Linked DNA regions of Mus musculus: region 2 is linked to region 1. Evidence: chromatin contacts called from public HiChIP or PLAC-seq data. All regions are on one chromosome and are shown on one strand. The core of a region is the stretch at or near the end of the contact, and the rest is flanking DNA. Distances in the headings are between cores, read along the strand shown.

Region 1 (4,537 bases), core at 514-3,013:
ACCGACACACTTACTCTCCATACGGTAAAAATATATGGAAGGAGACACATTAGTATCTAAACGGTGGAAAGCCGCCCCCCCAAGAAAAAAGTAGCGCTCTACAGCAATAGGGGATATTTGCATGGAGGAGATCGAAATTTAGAGGAAAAAAGAACGAATTCATACACTGCATGTTTCCTCTATGTAAGCATTACACTAAATATCTGTTAGATTAGTCATGTTGCCTTGAGACTCTTCCATGTTTCCTCTAGACAACTGCCAATGCTCGCATGGCCTCTGATGAATAAACATGCTGTGACTTGCTCCTAAGGAAACGCCTGTCATGTTCCAGGGAAAAATGACTTCTTCACTCTTAAACCAGGGGAAAAAAAAAAAAAAGAACGACTTTCATTCATTGCTTACAAAGTCGCCTGTTCCTTAATGTTCCAATTTCCGGAATTTTCATACTCTGCTTAAGGCATTTCTAGGTTCTGATTAACAAAGAAAAAGAGAAACTGGGGGTGCTTTATGGCAAAGAGGCTACATGACAGCAGTGAGGCGGTCTCACCTAGGACAGGGTTGTGTAGCTTGACCATTTACTACGACAAAGGTTATTCTCAAGTTCTCCTTGGCCCTTGCAGGACTACCTGTTCCCACCACTGTTTACCCAAACGTTTAACAGAGTGATGTTTAGCATATTTGGCAGGAAGGCATGCTTCATTTAATATTAACTCACCATGTGACAGCCCCTTCCCTTCCAATCGCTCCTCAAACACGTGACGGTAAAAAAAAAAAAAAAAAAGTATAGGTGTTTGCCAATGCGACTGACTTCGCACTCGGCTTTGGCATCACCAATTGGCCAGAAGCACATACACACACACACCCCCAGTCAGAGGCGAGCACCCCGCCTGCTCCCGGAACTGTCAAGCCGGGCTGACAGCTGGCACACCTTGCTGCGCCCTCCGTGGACTTTCAGGAAGCCCCTTCCTTGCAGTCACCTTGACAGAAACCATCCTCCTGGGCTGGAGCGCTTGGCTGTGGAAACTTTTCCTTCCTTTCCCGGAGCGCGCTTACAGGTGTCGTCCCCCCCGCCGCTACAGAGCCCCAACAAGGGGCCCTTTGTTACCACTTTTGCTCCGGGACTCCTCACCCAACGCCTGCCATTCGCCTGGCCTTCCGTAACCCCGATCGGAAAGCTTGCCCAAAGTACCGAACCCCCCACCCCGACTCGTCCGGGAGGACGCAGTCTCCCGCCCGCGTGTGGGTCGGCCCGGGAGCCCGGCGGCCCCGCGGGGAGCTCGCCTCGGGCAGGTGAAGCGCGCGAGGCCTCGGCGGCCGGGAGGGAGGCTTACTTACCCTGCGGAGCCCGCGGGCTGCATGGCGGGGGTGCGGGGCGCGCTGCGGGGTAGGGGATCCGGGACGCTGCGGTCCATCGCGCTGCTGGCCGCGGCGCGGGCTCGGGCTCGGAGGCGGCGCGTCACTGCTAGGGTGGGAGAGGCCGGCGGGTCAGGGCGGGAGCGGCCGGGCCAAGAGCCCGCCTCGACCCACGGCAGCCAGGGGCGGCCCCGCCTCCCCGGGGCGCTTCCACCTGCCGGTCGGTCCCTGCCCGAGGGCGCCGCGACGACGGCTACAGGTCCCCGCCCCGGCCGCAGCCCGCAGCCAGTCCCGGGCGAAGGGGCGGCGCGCGGCAGCCCGGGCTGTGAAGGAGGAGGAGGAGCGGACCGGGCGCGGGACGGTCGCCACGCCCGCAGTGCTTGGGCTCCAGCGGCCCGCTGCGCACCAACTGAATCCCGTGCAAACTTTTCCGGAGGAGCTGCGAACCACAGCGCCCCCGCCTTCCCAAGCCACTGCCCGCTTTAGGGGACCCGGCCCGTCCAGGCTCCGCTCCTCCCCCGCACGGCTAGCTCGGACGCCCGGAGCGAGCGCGCGGCGGAAAGCGGCCGGCCCCCGGCCGCCGCGCCCGCGCCCCAACTCACCCTGCCCCATGGCCCTGCCGGGAGCCCCGAGCTCGCAGCCGCCTCGGCCACCTCGCTCTGCAGAAGTGAGGGTGACGAGGTCAGCATCGGAGCGAGCAGAGCAGCCAGCCGGAGAGGGGACGGGTAGGGCGAGCGGGCGGGGACGTGGAGCGAGGAGGAATTTCCTACCCCACCCCGCACCCCTCCGCGGAGCACGCGGCTTTTAGGTACCGCGGGGGAGGCCGGTGGAGAGGAAGCGTCTAGGCTGCTCGTTTTAGTCCCCACTGACACTGAGTAGCTTTGGGAAGCCTCGCGAACCCAAGAGGAAGAGTGGGCGGACAGGGAGGCTACCTGGCCAGCAAAACCCCAGGGAGGACCCAAGCTGTAGCGGAAGTGAGGAGAGCTCATGGACCGAGTCCTGCTGATTGACCACCTGCAGTCTGACCTTCGAAGTGCAGGATTTTCTTTTTAACCTTACTGACCCCTACGGTTGCTAGCCCTTAAAAGGCACCTCTGACATTGTGATCTTTTTAATCCCTGGCAGGTTTAAGCTCGTCCAGTCTTCCCAGACATGCCTCTCTTGATGTAAACAGCCAACAGCTGGGATTTGAGGACTGGACGTTCTCATGATGACAGTCTATAAGCTAAGAAAGAACAGCAGAGATTTAGTGGCCTCCTGGAAGTTTCACAGGAATAAAGGAATCTCAGACAGTGCTTGCTTGTTTGTAGTTTCGGTTCCTGCAAGAGTTCTTCTCAGAGGAGACGTGCCACCTGACAACCGGGTGCATATTGTCTCCTTACCCTTAGACCCTTGCCAACTGTTTTAAAGTAAATCATATTGATGAGTCCAAAAGCGAACATCAGGAAATAATGCTAAATTAAAAATATATAAATGGATACCTCAAGTGGCAAATCTGTAGGCATAAAAACATGATGTAGGATAACAAAGGACTTAACATTTTTGGTTCACATTAAAATTAAACTAGTATTTATAACCCGTGCTTAATTAAAGGTTCTTTGTTGCTCATTCATTACAACCACCACCAATAATTTCTGGAACCAAAAGTACTAACTACTACTCCACATAATTGGATTTTGTCTCTTTCCTCTCCCTTGTGGTGAATATGGTCTCAGTACATCTTTGAATATGAAATGGAGGTGAAGATCGTGGTGACTTCTGCGATGACTGTGTTAGAACTCTATCATTAAAAGTTGCTTTTAAATAATTTGACTAATAACGAGGCAATTGTTTGAAATGGATCTGGATTTTAGACTTTAAATAATAACACTGGTTTGACAAGTTCATGAATCCTTTCTGACCGTAAATGGATAAGCAGATTTACAGCTGTTGCATAGACAGGCTGTAAATAGCAAGGAACACTGAAACTACTTAAAGTTTATAACTTTGAATCACAGGATCAAGCACTTAATTAGTTTCAACCTTGATTTATGGCATCCTAGTACTATTATGGATTCCAGTTAGGCTAATCTTTAAGAGATTTTTACAACATTTCGTAACTGCTGAGTGCAATTTTCATGACACCACTTTTCCCTTACATCCTTTTGTTCTTGGGCACCGGGCAGGGTCATACTTTCCACACACTGAAATTGAGCCTACCCAAATGGCTTGCTTGACAAGTGAGATGTTTCATTTCCTGGTAGAATCACGTTAAGGAGAGTGCTGAGCCTGCTGTAACCTACTCTTGTCATCCTGCAGAGATGGGTCAAGATGGAGGTGACACTAAGTTGAAGGATCCTAAATATGTTACACTATTACCCTGAGCACCTCTTCTTGGAGAGGCTCGGGGTTTGCAGCAGAATCCCCCAAAGCACTAATTATCTATTTTGAGATTAAGTCAATAAACTGTTCAGCATCTTTCAGAACCAAGACTATACTTCATATTCTTATACATTACTGTCTATGCTGTAATCTTGTAACTGCATAATTTATCGGCAATGGTAATCATTGTTTTTAAATAACCCCCCTTTTTTTTAACATAATGCTGGAAAACAGCCCCTTCCCAGTCCCTCTGAAAGTTGTCCAAGTCTGTCCAGATGTTGCTCCATTTTCTTGTTTGGAAATCTCCCCTCCAATTTCATCCAATCATCATCAATGCAGGGATTGTCTCAGATATTATCACTTTGGAATAATAGCACGGATAGAAATAGCCCTTTCTCTCTTCAACTGATTTGATTGTTAGGTGGACAACGGCTGCTGCACCTGTTTCAGTTAGCTTTTCATTGCTGTGATCAAAATACCACACAACAGCAGGGGAGTGGGACTGATTTCAGCTCCCAGTTTTAGGGACTTAGAGGTATCTGCTCATCAGGTCAGGAATGGTGTGATGGAGAGCGGCAGTCCATGCATGGTGGCCAGGAAAACGAGAAAGGCATGTGCCAGCACTGGGCTGGCTTCCTCCTTTTTTTCAGGTTTTATTTCCTATGAGCCCTTAACCCAAGAGAAGGTACTGCTCACAACTGGACTGGTTTCCCCACAGCAGTTCATCTTTCTAGAACTGTCCTTGTCCACAGCTCCATGGGTATGGTTTTATTAATCTGGGTGATCTAAGTTCAGGAAAATGGACAGTGACAACTGACTGTTA
Region 2 (4,537 bases), core at 1,388-3,887, 77 kb before region 1:
TATTTTGACTTGAAATCTGAGGATCCATCATGGTGAAGACACAGTAATAAAGGGTACCAGCTGTGGCAGCAGGGGTCAATGGTCACAGTGTGTCTGCCCACAGTCAAGGAGTGAAGAAGAGAGATGAGCACAGGGGTCTGCATCCCAGCCTCTCGCATGGTACTCTCCAAGATCAGGGTGGATCTTCCTTCCTCACTTAAACCTCTCTGGAAATATCACCACCGACACACCCAAGTATTTTTCTTAGGTGCTTCTAAATCCAGTCTAATCACCACATCCAATGATGTATTTTTTAAAAATATGTATTTAATTTCATCTTCATGTGCATTGGTGTTTTGCTTGCATGTATGTCTGTATGAGGGTATTGGATCAGCTGCAACTGGAGTTAAAGACACTTATAAACTGCCTTGTGGATGCTGGGAATTGAACCCCAGTTTTCTGGACTATCTCTCCAGCCTCCCCCAATGATACATTCTTAAAATACCAAAACCTCAGTTAACTCTGATTTTCCACTGGCATTCTACAACTAACACTTGTCCTTTTATCATTTTTAAGCACTTCAATTACTGTGTCTAGTATGATCATGACTCCATTGTGGTCAGAACTGATATCCATAAAAGATGGAGACTTAGCAAAATAATGGAATTAAAACCCAAAGTCTCTTCATTTCACAGAAAAGGTGAAAATGGCGCCTGAGCAAGGGCTGCTCCTTCCCGAGCTTCTCTGCTTGATGTGTGATCACCGTTGCCTTATTATGCTATATAATATTCTTACAGACTTAGCTTCACTATTAATGACAAAGGCATGGAAATATGACCGAAGAGCCTTTGAATCACACAGTCCAAGACCCAAACTCAAATACAATGGCACTCCCACCCTCCCAATACAAAGTGTTACGATGCATGAGTTCTCCCAGTGTGGGTGTGAACCCCTTCTTCCAAATAACTGACAGCGATTCTAGGGCCCTGCAACTATGCCTCTTCCTAATACAATGGGGACTGACTCCTTGAAGTTGTCATTTCTCCATGTGGGTGTAAAGAGGGAAGAGACGGTTTAGTTAAATAAAATTTGTTCCATGGTGGATTTAACACTGAGCTCTGAGGAGAGAATCATGGACACTAGAGAACAAGACTAACTTCACATCTGAGTTACTTTCAATGTGGAGCTGACCAGCAAGGAAAGGCAGCACAAGAGGACTGTCCACACTGGCTCAGCTGACCTCTCCCTCGTCCACAGCACTAATGGCAGTCCCAGGTCTAAGTCAAGCACTGAGCTTGGCCATCTCAGCCCTGCTGAGTACTGTTTCACGCCTGCCAAAGCTCTCCATTCTTATATAAAACTTCCCCTAATGCTGTGACTCAAACTAAACCTACAGTGAACTCAAGCAAGACTCCCCAGCCCATTTTGAGTCTTCTCAGCCTCTTATACCTAATGGCAACTCATTACCAAACACTATAGGCTAGTTTGTCTAAAAGCGAGGAACCTGTGCTGCTTGCTCCAGATCCTCAGCTACCGTCTGCCTAACTCAGCCATCACCTGCTGCTGATAAGGCTCTCATTACCTCCTGTCTTCTGCTGTCTCTCCTCTCCCTTGAAATCCATTCTCTTCACAGCAGTCAGGGTCACTTCCTAAATGTCAATCAGCCCCTTACATATCTCTGGTCCTCCGATGGTTTTCCTTGCACTGATAATGAATTCCAGAGTCCTTTTGTTCCCTTTAGAGGCCCCCCCACACCCGGGAGGTGTTCCTTCTGTTTCAGAACACCTGCAACAGCACCCGAAAGCTGACAAAGGCAAATTCCTTCTCCAGAACTACATAAGCAATGTCAGGGGTAGGGTGGCCCACGCTCCACAGCCTTCCACAGCTGAGCAGCTTGACATAGGAAGTGTGAGCTTTCCTATGGTGCCTGGTGACTATTCCATAGGTAACGCACACCAGTAACTGGCTTTCTCAAACAGTCCCAGTGCCTTCACATCTGGCCTTGGATTAAGGAGGGGAGGAGAGTAATGGGATGTGTAGAGGGTAGAGGATGATCAAAATACCTTACACGTGTATAAAAGGTCACAGTGAAGCCCTTACTATACATATTCAATATAATAATAAACTCTTATTGATCTATTCCCAGACCTCTCAAAAGATATATCAACCCCAGTCCTACCCAGTATATCCTCTCAGAACAGGACACTGACCTCATCCTGTCTATCACTACTACAAATTACCTTGCTCATGCCTGTAGTTGGTCACTGTTTAGTGTTCAGATAAACACCCCCTGAAAGTTGGGACTTGGACCCTCGCATTCTCTCTTGTGCCAGTCCCTAGAAACTAGGCTGGCACAGAAGGGGAATTCGATCTGTATTTGCTGATTTAACTGAGGGATGCATTCATTTCATACTGCCAGAGAAACTTGGGTGGGTTGCCTGGAGCAGTGTATTCTGTAACACATCACAAGTTGTCACAAACGGAATTGGTCACTCAAAGCCCAAAGACACACAGGCAGGCAGGCAGGCAGACACACACACACACACACCACACACCTTAGAATGTTTGTACATTTTCTACTACTTAGGCAAAGCAGGGCTTATATGCAGAGTGACACAGATCAAGAGTAGAAATTTCTCTCATTCTGCTCAGGCAAGTAATTGACCCAAGGCAACATCAAAGATCTATGAGTCAGACTAGAAATGTCTCGGCTATAGTGTCCCTTGACTACCCAATGAGAATCATGATTGGTATCAAAAAGGAATAATCTAATTCTGTGTTCTCCATCCTCTTTCAAGGCTGTGACTCATCCTTTCCTGACATTTGGCACTACAAAGCAAATACAAAAACAATGGGTATTCTCTACACCAAAGCAAGCAAAGCACCTACCCAACCATCATCTACGTCCAACAACAAATTCCAATAAAGGACGTATGAAACAAAATAGTGTTATCCAACATCCTCAAGAAGAAACACTTGAATGTGTTAGAAATTATCTTAGCCAGATATGGTGGTCCAGGAGGCTGATGCAGACATTTGACAATGGTCCAGATAACGTAGCAAGACTTTGTCTCAATTTAAAGAGGAGGAGGAAGACAATGACAACAAAGTTAGGAAGAAGACTATGAAGACAATGATGCCAGAGGAGGAGGGGAAAAAGATGGTCTTAATTAGGGTTTCTAGTTCTACAATGAAACACCATGACCAAAAAACACTTCCATATCACTGTTCATCATTAAAGGAAGTTAGGACAGGAATGCAAACAGGTTAGAAACCAGAACCTGATGCAGAAGGCAAGAAGGGTTACTGCTCACTGTCTTGTTCCTCATAGCATGCTCAGCCTACTCTCTTGTAGAACCCAGGGCTACCTGCTCACCTCCTCCATCAATCACTAATTATATAAATGCTCTGCAGGCCTGCCTACAGCCTGATCTTTATTCAGGCATTTTCTCAACTGAAGCTCACTAGTCTCCAGTGACTCTATCTTGTGATGAGCTGACATAAAGTTATACAGCACAAAGAACCGTCTTCAGTGTTTCCAGATGTGCAGTAACACGTCTTCATAACACCATGAGGTTAAGTACTACTGAAGGAACTCCTACGCGGGAAGGTTGGGGAGGCTGCCTAAAGGCACCTGGCTAGTCAGGACAGAGCAGAGTTTTAATCCCAAGTTGGCTGGTTCCCATGCTAGGGCTCTCAACAGCTATAGCATAGCACTCCTTTGGGAGCTCAAGAGAGTCGTACAGAATAAAACCAAACCATGGCCCACCAAGGCCAAGCAGCAGAGGAGAAAAGAGTACAGTCCATGGATATCTACCGCTAAGCCTTATGCAGACATTTAAAATTTTTTTTTCATTTAATCTTATGAGGCAGTTTTCATTATACTTTAAGTATGGTTTATAGAAATGGAAGAAATTTGTCCCAAGGCTTACAGAATGTACTATGACCACAAATGAATGCCAAACTCCCAAGGTTTAACATAGGTAAACTAAATAAGGTCTTCATCTCTTGTGTTTGCTGCCTTGTATGATGTATACGGAAAGTCAGGGAGTACCTAAAACTCGGTTCTAGAAAGACAGAGTAAGTCGGGTAGGTAGGCAAGTTGGATCAGTGGGTAAAGGCCATTTGCTATATGAGCCTAACACGTGACTTGAATTCCCAGAACACATGTAAAGAGGGAACCACCTCCACCAAGTCCTCCTCCAACTGCCTCACAGTGGGAATGTATACATGAACACACATACACTAACAAAGTAAGTATTATTTAAAGTGCAATAAGAATCATGGCTGGAGGGAGTGTTGACTCCTTTCCCAGAGAGCCTGGGTTCAATTCCTAGCGCTCACATGATAGCTTACAACCATTTGTAATTTATACATGTGCTGTACAGATATGTATGTGCATGCAAACATATAAATTAGTAAATAATTTTTTAAAAAATGGTTTAAAATTCACTAATAGCAATAAAAATCTGGTTGGTCCCACAACTTATTCCTATTAATAAAAACACAAGGAGAGATAACTAGGCAAAATTTAGAATATGTTTTCTATTTGTACACT

The links. HiChIP or PLAC-seq counts read pairs in DNA pulled down with a chosen protein or histone mark.
Region 2: a contact with region 1 is called in an H3K27ac HiChIP or PLAC-seq map of extraembryonic endoderm stem cells. The contact joins the enhancer-like site here to the promoter of Cobll1 in region 1. A contact is called at or near these places in 1 of 39 promoter capture datasets (liver), 1 of 15 datasets of contacts at CTCF or cohesin (the NIH/3T3 cell line), 40 of 484 Hi-C or Micro-C datasets (the AML12 cell line, CD4 T cells, CD8 T cells and 28 more), 14 of 115 datasets of contacts at active chromatin or transcription factors (the 230-238 cell line, CD8 T cells, cardiomyocytes and 9 more) and 3 of 9 other capture datasets (adipose tissue, liver and pancreatic islet).

The regions. Positions count from the first base shown.
Region 1 is chr2:65,237,028-65,241,564 of GRCm38.p6, forward strand. Cobll1 (Cobl-like 1) reads right to left here and starts at 1,764. Exons shown (of 14, transcript NM_177025.6): 1 at 1,336-1,764. The coding sequence starts at 1,412. Gm13594 (a long non-coding RNA gene) reads left to right here. Exons shown (of 2, transcript XR_001783320.2): 1 at 1-1,055; 2 at 2,479-3,169.
Region 2 is chr2:65,159,229-65,163,765 of GRCm38.p6, forward strand. The region is part of intron 1 of Cobll1 (Cobl-like 1); the gene reads right to left. Among named protein-coding and RNA genes, the nearest start is that of Gm13594, 72 kb to the right of the region's middle. Within about 2 kb of position 2,638, at least 21 of the 459 cell types and tissues checked have an H3K27ac peak or open chromatin away from gene starts, as enhancers often do. A contact at or near this core is called in the N1E-115 cell line, Th1 cells, extraembryonic endoderm stem cells and 1 more, where this site is marked.